Linked DNA regions of Mus musculus: region 1 is linked to region 2. A link is a contact called in public Hi-C data. All regions are on one chromosome and are shown on one strand. Each heading gives the region's core, a stretch centred on a gene start, on an enhancer-like site or on the middle of the called end of the contact. The rest is flanking DNA. Distances are from core to core; before and after follow the strand shown. Region 1 has its middle 130 kb from the start of Nr1d2. Region 2 has its middle 7.4 kb from the start of Gm32121.

What was found. Hi-C and Micro-C count contacts between places; a contact is called where the count stands out from the background.
Region 1: a contact with region 2 is called in a Hi-C map of uterus. The contact joins two enhancer-like sites. A contact is called at or near these places in 2 of 484 Hi-C or Micro-C datasets (both in uterus).

Annotation. Positions count from the first base shown.
Region 1 is chr14:18,102,235-18,107,400 of GRCm38.p6, forward strand. No RefSeq gene overlaps it. Among named protein-coding and RNA genes, the nearest start is that of Nr1d2, 130 kb to the right of the region's middle. Within about 2 kb of position 3,582, at least 11 of the 459 cell types and tissues checked have an H3K27ac peak or open chromatin away from gene starts, as enhancers often do. A contact at or near this core is called in uterus, where this site is marked.
Region 2 is chr14:17,412,462-17,417,815 of GRCm38.p6, forward strand. No RefSeq gene overlaps it. Among named protein-coding and RNA genes, the nearest start is that of Gm32121, 7.4 kb to the left of the region's middle. Within about 2 kb of position 1,935, at least 53 of the 459 cell types and tissues checked have an H3K27ac peak or open chromatin away from gene starts, as enhancers often do. A contact at or near this core is called in uterus, where this site is marked.

The sequences.
Region 1 (5,166 bases), core at 2,332-4,831, 690 kb after region 2:
AGTGGATTATCCCATCCATCTCTGTATCAACTACATTCGAGAAAGTTCTCTCCATCACACAATAGTGATTAGAAGAGTCTCTCCTTTCACTAGCCAAGATGGACCGGCCATTCCAAAGGGCTTAAAAGAAATGGTAACAGTGAAAATGACTTTCAAGTTCATTCCAGAGTGCTGCCAATGTAACACATCAGTTAACAGAAATATAAGCAGCTAATTTGAGACTGTTTAAAAGACAGTAGCAGTGAGTTTGTTCCTAAGGAAGAGAAGCTGAGTACGGTGACAGAAAATATCCAAGTGGTGGAGGATGCAGAAAGTCATAGATAGGAAAGGCAAAAGGTAAATAGAGAGAGCTCTGGTGATAAATGGTTACAGGCATTTATAAAGGCTGATGTGAGGATATATTACTATAATTCTAACACATGAAGCTATCTTGGGCAGCATAGTGAGTTCAAGGCAAGCTTGAAGTACATAATAAGCGGCCAGACATGTTGGCTCATGCCTTTAATCCCAGCACTTGAGAGGCAGAGGCAAACGGATTTCTGAGTTCGAGGCCAGCCTGGTCTACAGAGTGAGTTCCAGGACAGCCAGGGCTACACAGAGAAACCCTGTCAAAAAAAAATAAAAAGCTGCTAGAGTTACTTTGGTACTGTTGCATCAAGGCTTTGGGAGGTTGCTGGACACTAGGGAACCTCCTGAAGAGAAGAGGTGTCTGTGGTACATACCAGCTGTGGTGCTCTGCCAGTGAAGCCCACCCAGGAGGCAGTCAAGCCAAGGCACTAGGACCTCAGTGAAGAGGATGGTACAGTACTGCAGTAGGAAAGGTAGTGAATGCTAGTAAAGACCCACAGTCCAAGATCGAAAATCTTAATTAAAAACTCAGAAAAAGACCAGCAGAAGGGAGATCATGAAATAGATCATGGCTCAAGGTCTTCAGCTCCTAGGCATGACTCCATTTCTAGCAGTCCAATGTAAAGATGAGCCACCATCAACAACATCTACATCAACAAAGACACATCCCAATAAACTTGACCTGAGTCAGCCTGTGAGTCTGATGAAACTGAAATGCTCTGCATATGCTCAGTCCAGCAAGTGGCACTATCTTTGGAGTGGGTGTACTACTCTGGGTGTGGGCTTTAAGACCCCCATCCCAGCTGCCTGGAAGCTAGTATTCTGCTAGCATCCTTCAGATGAAGATGTAGAACTCTCAGTTCCAGCTGTACCATGCCTACCTGGATTCAACCAGCTCTGGGGATACTGGTTAGTTCATATTGTTGTTCCACCTATAGGGTTGCAGACCCCTACAGCTCCTTGGGTGCTTTCTCTAGGTTCTCCAGTGGGGGCCCTGTGTTCCATCCTATAGATGACTGTGAGCATCCACTTCTGTATTTGCCAGACACTGGCATAGCCTCATACGAGACATCAGGGTCCCTTCAGCAAAATCTTGCTGGCATATGCAATAGTGTTTGGGTTTGGTGGCAGATTATGGGATGGATCCCCGAGTGGGGTAATCTCTGGATAGTCCATCCTTTCGTCGTAGCTCCAAACTTTGTCTCTGTAACTCCTTTCATGGGTATTTTACTCCCTAAAGAACCAGTTTTCAAATAAGTTTAACTCCTCAAGTCCAGCAGAGACTTGTATCTTGGTGGGAGACTTAGCAAATAAAAGTACAAGATGCCTCAGTTAAATGTGAATTAATTTAACTGAGAAAAAAGTGCACAAACATGCCAAATAGCACACAAAATAGTTATACTTAAAGAAAAACTGCATGTCAGAAATGTAAGTAATACTGGGTCAACTATATTTTTTCTGGCAACACTAATCCAGGCTTTTTTTTTTCTTTTCCAGCCAGAGACACTCTAGAAACAAGAGTAGAAGAAGCTGGGCTCTTTTACCAACTTTTTCTATGAGTTTTAGTAACAGGTGACAAAGCCATTCTACCTAATCTTTACCAGGCAGACCTCCTGAAGACCTGTTCTGACAGCACTCTTGCTTCTTCACAGGGACACCATTTAAAAGCTACCCTGTTATATTAGCAAAGGGAATAAGCTAGTAAGATTGCATCAGTAGCTTCCATCTCTGTCTGAGATGTCTGCTCCAACAGCCACCATCTCCTTGTTGTGGAAAAGGAGGGGGAAAAAATCAAGTTGTCATCTTAGAGATAGAACCTGAAAGCCTCAAGTATCCTGCTGGCCAACCTAGCTTCAAGGGAGTCAGAGAAAAAGTGGTCCCATCCCAAAAGCCACCCTTACAGAAAAGAGGAAAGAACAGGTAGAGAGACAGAGTTCTACATGAACTGTGGCTATGCCTGACAACTAGATGATTCTCTATGTAATGTCAACAATTTCCCTTGACTCCTGTATAAGGTAGGAATTCTGCCCTAGTTCACCTATCTTCTGGTCTAGGTCTCTTTCTAAAATATTCCATGAACATAGTGGAGCATGTGTCCTTATTACATGTTGGAGCATCTTCTGTGTTTTTCCGGAGTGGTATAGTTGGTTCCTCCTGTAGTGCTACGTCCAATTTTCTGAGGAACCACCAAACTTATTTCCATAGTGCTGAACCAGCTTGCAATCCCACCAGCAATGGAGGAGTGTTCTTCTTTCTCCACATCCTCACCAGCATCTACTATCACCTGAGTTTTTGATCTTAGCCATTCTAACTGGTGTGAGGTGGAATCTCAGGGTTGTTTTGATTTGCATTTCTCTGATGACTAAGGATGTTGAACATTTTTTTAGGTGCTCCTCAGCCATTCAGTATTCCTCAGTTGAGAATTCTTTGTTTAGCTCTGTACCCCATTTTTTAATGTGGTTACTTGGTTTTCTGGAGTCTAACTTCTTGGGTTCTTTATATATATTAGATATTAGCCCTCTATCGGATGTAGGAATGGTGATCTTTTCCCAATCTGTTGGTTGCCTTTTTGTCTCACTGACAGTGTCCTTTGCCTTACAGAAGTTATGCAATTTTATGAGATTCCATTTGCTAATTCTTGATCTTACCAGTATCTCCAGAGCTCCCTGGGACCAAACCACCAACCAAAGAAAACATATGGTGGGACTCATAGCTCTAGCTGCATTTGTAGCAGAGGATGGCATAGTTGGTTATCAATGGGAGACGAGGCCCTTGGTCCTGTGAATGGTTATATGCCCCAGTATAGGAGACTGCCAAGGTCAGGAAGTGGGAGTGGATGGGTTGGTGAGCAGGGAGGGGGGATGGATAGGGGATATTTTGGAGGGGAAGCTAGAAAAGGGGATAACATTTGAAATGTAAATAACGAAAATATCTAATAAAAAAGTCCATAGACGAGAAGAAAGAATTGAGGAAGAATATGGAAATTTCTCCCCTGGGGTCTGTAACTCCATCTCAGCTTCCACCAGGTGGAGCCTCCTGGCCTCCCTGCTCTGGTTGAGGTCACACACACACACACACACACACACACACACACACACACACACACTGCTTCCCCCACACACACACACTTTATTTTGCCCAGCTGGGATAATGAGGGACAGCATCTATCTCAACCACAGAGTCTCCACATCCCTCTCTGTGGCTCCATGTGTCCAGACAGGCAAGAAGTTCAGCCTGCACTGCCTGGCTAATGACCAGCTCTCAACTCCTATAATGGCCCATCTGTTTCTTGTTTGCTCAGTCTTGGAAAAGTCTCTACAATCATGCAGGCTAACTGAGTAGTAGCCCAGACCTCATCTGCAGATAAGCAACTGAATCTTTACCCAAAATGCTTCTCTAACTAACTCGACTTCACCCTGAGACCAGTGCCCGGGTTTTGAAGAGGCTGGCAGAATATCTGATAGACACTTCATGTATTAGCATTCTATGATGAGTAAAGTTTCCTAAATGCTGAAAACAGCTGCCATGACCAACTTTAAAACACCTTGCAGCTGTGAAGTAGTACCAGATACGTGGAGACAGACAGCTTTGGGTTTACATACTGTCCCAAGCATCTATTAGCTATGTGACCTAAAGCAAGATACTTAATTGCTCTGAATCTACATCTTCTCCACTATAAAACATAGAGAGTTATAGTAGTATAATATGTCTTATGAGGTTATATGGGAGAAAGTGAGTATATATGTCTCATACTGTGGTTTTTCATGACCCCCTACCGTGTCTTCTCCCATTGAGTGCCAATGGACTGGGACTGCTTTGACACAACCATTGTATGCTCAAGAGACCAGATCAGAAAAACCACTCACGTCTGCCAGTTTTCTTATGAATCTTTACCAAGGAGTCAGCTCCCATGTGACAGGCTGACCCACCAGAATGCCATGCTAGACAGATGCACGGGATATTCAGTAGCAAATCAGGCAGGGCCCCAGCAACAGGTAGGTCAACAGCCTGTCTCATCAAAGCCCAGAAGAGCCTTCAGGTGGTGACAATTCTACTTAGCTCTTTCCAGATTCATCAGGACCCTGAGCCCCAAAGTGTCTGGACCTGGCAGTGCCAGGGTAGCTTACCACATAGTCACAGGAACCAGTAAGCATTCCTGATATTATCACCTACATCAGGGGCATCCTAAGTCAAACAGAGGCCCCTGGCCTTCCTGTTGTGCCTCCTAGGGAGTGTCTTAGCCCAGATCTACCCTGGCCAAGTGGGTCTCTCAGCCTAGGAGCCTGGCTCCTTTCTGCTTTCAGCTGGGCTTCCTGTCTGGATAAACTTCAGATAAACACTTTAAAATTCTGTCCAGGAAGCTCACCAGCCTGAACATGTGAATCTTCCACTGTCTGCACAATTGAAAACAAGTTATATAATCCCCACTTTCTTGGGGTGGGGGCTGTGCAAGCTGGGGAGGCTGAGCTGCTTGTCGTCTGAAATCCCATTTTAAGTAAATAGATGAGGTGATCTGTGAAGATGGAGACTAATGAAAAGGGAGAGGAAGAAAGCCCTGAGGAGTGGAGAAGCTATTTCTGTCCCTCACCAAGCACTCCTGTTGGCTTGGGTTGGTGTTTAGTTCTAAGGAAGTGGATTATTTTTAATGTTTCTGAACAGAGCGTCTCCATGGCATCCATTATGCCCACATGCCTACAACTTGGGCCCCAAGTCTGAGTTCTCCTAAACATGGGGAACAGCCCAAGCTGAGCCTGGATACATGTTTTTCTTGCAATCATTTGCAATCTTCGGCTACTGAAGCTATTTTTGGAACTCAAT
Region 2 (5,354 bases), core at 685-3,184:
CAGGGCTGGTGAGGCCATGTATCAAGAATTAATTAACTAAAACCCAGTAGCTAAGCTCCTTACTGGCCAATGGATGCTTCACACATTTTTTTTTTTCTTCAGCTCCATCCTAGTCTGGGCTCTGTCTTCGCACTGGAAGCATTTCCATTGGTTTGTGCATCAGTTCAAAGTCTGGGGATGCTCCCACAGTGTTACTCTAAATTTTACATGTGTTTTATAGAGTAGAGCATATTCTTGGCTATAGGTGCCTTTCTTCTTAAACACTGTCCATAATTATTTGAGCTTATGTTGAAGAGGTTGTTGTGCCACGGAAATGTTCGTGATCCCCCAAAACACATAGGAGCCATTCTGATGCTCACAGCAATGTCTTTATTCTATTCCAGCTAGCTCAGACTCCCTCAATGCACCACCATCATGCAGGATGGGTTTGGTGGTGGAGAAGACGCAAAGGTCTACGGGGCAAGGCTTTCTAGTAATCAGGAAACAGGGAATATGCGTGCAAGCATCTAATTAGAAAGCTGCTGTGGCCTTTAACATAACTGGCTGGTTCTGGGAGTCATATCATAAACTTAACTTCTGCTCCCCTCTGCTTTGGTGGTCATTATTCAAGGGGTGGGCTTGTAACCTGGAGTGCAGGTTTGTTGGGGGCCAAGAGACACTGGTCTTGTTGGTGGTGTAACCTAGAAAATCTGCTTTTGTTGAGGATTAGCTTAGATACTGGAGCTAGGCTCAGCTTTTGTTGGTGGCAATTTGGAAACTAATGCTAGATACCAACCTGTTAGTCTACCTGAGTTCAAAGTTAGGTCAGGTTCTCTAAAGTGGAGTCTGAATTTAAAAGCTTTGGCATCTCAAGGAACTTTATACCAGACCCCTTCCCTCCTGGAAACAAATGGTCATAAAGAACATAGGCACCCCTCCCCTCTGGAAGGGAGGGGCTAATTACATTCCTCAGACCACAGGGAGGAGGGACTGACCACCGGCCACCTGCGGGTAGGGGTAGACACATTCCAAGACCTTTGGCCACCTACCTCATTCCCTATAGACCAATCAGTTTAAAAGTCACACTGCTCTGCCAATCACATTGTGCCTAATGGCTGCTTCCTGGAGAACTGTATAAAGGTTGCTTGTGGTTGTCCTCTCTCTCCATGTTCGACCCCAACATGTTGGAACAACAAATTCTTCTTGCTTTTTGCATTGATTCCTGGCTCTGTGTTGTTCACTCAGGGAGTCCCCAGTAAGCTAAGGCTTGCCAGGGTCTTAAATTGTTACTGTAGTGTTTTGTACGCACTGCTGTACCTTGGCTAGCACACCTTGTCTGTCCATCTTTCCGGGCAGTGAGGATAATCCCAGTGCTCTGCCAGGTTTCCTGAAGTTCTTTTGTGCTCTCATTCAGCATCTCTGGGATTTACTTCTGACTTGCTCATGAGCTACTTCCAGAGAACTGCTCTTGGCCAAGAGGGGCTTCCTGCAGATGTTTAGCACTGGATGCATGTGGAAGTTCATCCCTCAGGGAGAGCTCATGAGCCATGGACAACCCAAATAGGAGCACCTAGTGCCTTCTGGGCAGCTGGTCACATTCCAGTCTCAAGACCTCCTATCTGGACCAGGCTGGACTGGGCCATGGTGGCAGCCTAGACCCTTGTTCCCCCTTCCCTGAATGTCTTCTGTAGAAGATACTCTGTATACTTCCATATAGATGATACTTCCATATAGATGATACTTCCATATAGATGATACTTCCATATAGATGATACTTCCGTATAGATGATACTTCCGTATAGATGATACTTCCGTATAGATGATACTTCCATATAGATGATACTTCCGTATAGATGATACTTCTGTATAGATGAGCAGACACTTATTCTCACCCCATAGCTGGCTTCTGCAGTGATCTAAGAGAGACCAAACTTTTCACACCGTGAGAAAAACAATTGCAAAATGCTCATCTGTTTGCAACATGTCATGACTCAGCACTTCCTGGACTTCAGTGCTTATGCGGCTCTGTAACTTCGTCACATGACCACTTGTTCTCAGTTCTCATACCTTAGACCCACTGAACTTTCCTAAGTGTTTTGATCTCTCGTTTACTCTTTGACAAAATCTCTTTTTGTCTGAGGCAATCTTACCCTCCATAGCCCATTACATTGGATCTCTCCTACACTGCTGCTATCCCAGCCCCTGCAGGCTCTCATCATGTCTTAGCACTATTCCTTCCTCTTTGTTACTTGCACAGTAGTAAATGAGCTCTAGCATGTGAGCTCTTCCTGGTGACAGGGCTTGCCTCAGTTCCTTGTGTAATGCATGGTAGAGAGTTGGGGCTTTATCAGAGTTTGCTGATTGTCCAGACTGAGGACAGCTTCACAGGTCCATGAAGAACCAATTTACACAGAATACCCCTAAGGCCACACTCTATAAGTGTTCCCTTACAGAGCCTTCAGGAAGACCCACTGTGTGAGCATGTGTAGTAAACCTAAACAAAATGCACTGCCTTTTCTTCCAAAGATTTAAATAAGTAAAACTTCACTCGGACAATAATTGTAAAGAAGCCACTTGGCAGGAACTCAAATTCCTCTGATGTTGAATAAAAATATATGCTGAAGTTTACTGTCTCCCTGTAAACTGTATTACCCAGTAGCATAAGAATGTGAAGTCATATTCCTCTACTCAATGTGACACAGGAGACTTCCTAGCTTTAGGAATAAAAACCCTCTGTAGGGGTGTTTGTTTGCTCCCTTCTGCTATTCTGAGAGCTATTTACCTTGCTGGAATACTTTGAATTGCATAGTTGTTTTACTAAGATCCTATATCCGTTTCTTACAATGTTACTGTGAATTTTATAAGAAGTTTAGCACCTCTGCTGCAACCATCTCTCTTCTAAAATAGCTTTCTTCCTTTTCTCATAATTAAGTAGAACAAATAAAATGTGTTACATATTTAGGTTTAAATTATCTCTATATGTCTACCCAGGCAATCATCTCTGGCCCAGACAGCACTCTTTGTGACCTGAGTTCTTCTGATTGAGGCCCAGTAGTGATAGGACAAGGGAAAGATCTTCCAACAGTATCATCAGGAGGAAAAGCGAAAGGGACAAGCTAACATAAGTCTATGTAAAATATTTTAAAATAATTTTTTATGCAATACCAAGTCTTTTGTATTCATTCCTTCTCTGCAATACTAAATTCATAATTTATGTGTATGTGTGTGTGTGTAAGAGTGCACGCTCTTACACACTTTGATAGCTAATAAAATTAGCATAATCTGGGGAGTGCCTTATTGAGGCTATTGGCCATAACCTTTGTGACACTTACAGAGAATGAAAGAGCTATTGTGGCAGTTAGGGAGGTCTTGGGGAAGAGCCTGGCTGAAGGAGAGCTTTAGGCAGAGGCCTGGTCACTATTCTGTCTTGAGGGTTTACAAAGTTTACAAAGTATACAAAATGTATACAAAGTTTACAGAGGAGGGTCCACATCAGGGAAAGCATTTTATGCCACTTGAATGGCAGAAATAACCAACAACAATTTCTTTGGCAGAAACCCAAAGGTTCAAATGTGGTATATTATACTCATCATTTCCAGTAAAAATTATATATCAAAATATGTGGGCCTAATACATGTGTTCCACAAAGCTCATACATTAAAGCTTTAATCTGGGACTAACTAGATTTAGGTTGCATTATGAAGATGGAGCAACCATGATGAGATTTGTGCCTTCCTCAAAAAAACGTCAGAGACCAGAAGTCCTCTGGATCTTGTGAGTCTCTGCCTCCATCCCTGAGGGAAATAGTTTATTTAAGCCAACACCAGTGACACAATCTTATCACAGCACCTGTACTGTGAAAAGTAATGACTCATAGTGATTAAATCCTTTGCAGAACATTAGTGAGAATTCACAATGTATCTTCTCTCCTTCCTCTCTCCATGCTGTACCTTCAATGTCAACTGTAATGCAGGCTGGCAATTTTTTCATTGGTTGCAGCTACTGCTTTATTGTAAGTTGATATCACCTACACTACATTGTTCTTTTATTTTTTTATTTTTATTTTTTAATAATTTGACTTTAACGTAAACCCTGTCACTCTATAGCAACTTCTGCTGAGCCAGAGTTTCTAGAATGGCAAGCCAGTATTACTAAACAATTCTCTGTCTATTACTCTCTGCCCCCCAGTGGCACAGATCTTATAAACCAAAGACAAGGTTGCTCCACTTCCAGCCTTGAGAGCTAGAGAGAGATTTGGAAACATCCAAATAGCAGGGTTCTCCTATGTTCCTACTTTGCCCTCCTTCCCTGTCCCTCTCCTCAATCTCCCTCCCTTTCTTTTTCCCTCCCTCCTTTTATCCCCTAGATGAGGCAAGGAGATCTACCAACAACTCCATAAAATATTGGGGTTCCTTGATTTTCTGAGTTCTCCTATCATGTAGTCCATATAATCATAAACTGGCACTTGCCCCCTCTCTGGGGGAGTCAGGGACTAGGAAGGTGACAGAGCATGGGAGCTTGTCTTCCTCTCTGGCTCCTGTCACCTGACTCTCCCAGGCGTCTGTCAAGTTAAGTATAGGATCCTATAAGAGATGCTCTTGTTGGTGAAATCTCAGATTCTTCACAGATTCATATTGAACTATCAGTTTTCTAAACTGTAGATCCATGGCTAGAGAACCCTGGTGAATTCTCCCACAAAGAGAATCTGACAAATACACTTTGTGTCAGAACTATGATAGGATCTGGTCTCATTTTTAAAACCGTGCCTTATTCTATGAAAAAATAGAATGTAACAAAAATTGTCAGGAATTTATTCAAGGTTTTTTACTTGGAAAGGGGTCACTTTAGCTCAGCTTTGCTTAGAGGACTTCTCAACAGACTGAGGTTAATGGCTAGACATTGTCTATGAATTTATCTTGCTATAAGCTTGATAAAATATACTCTTACCTACTTGTTTTGTTGACAAGAAAATTATATATCTTCAATACAAAATGAGCAAGAATATATCTCAATTCATTTTGAGAAAAAATGCTCTAATTCACTCTTAAAATATTCCTGCATATCCTGTGATATCTGCTGTGCATAGCTCTTATACCAATGTCCTGCCCAAACAGTAGGTGGGGCTACCTTGACTATGGAAGGAAGCACCTCAGAACTTTGGGAGACTAAACTGGTGTAATGATTTCTATGAGCATCCAAGGAAGGGAACCAGAGGATATGAGGACTAATGCAAAGGATTGTGTCTAGCTTGGGGTGAAAAAAGGACAGTCACTTTTAGCCAGAGTTTTCCCCACACTATCTAAAAGGTCTTTTTGTAGGTATATAGAGAACAAATGGAGCTGTTTAGGGTGTGAACTATTAGGAAGGCTTTCATG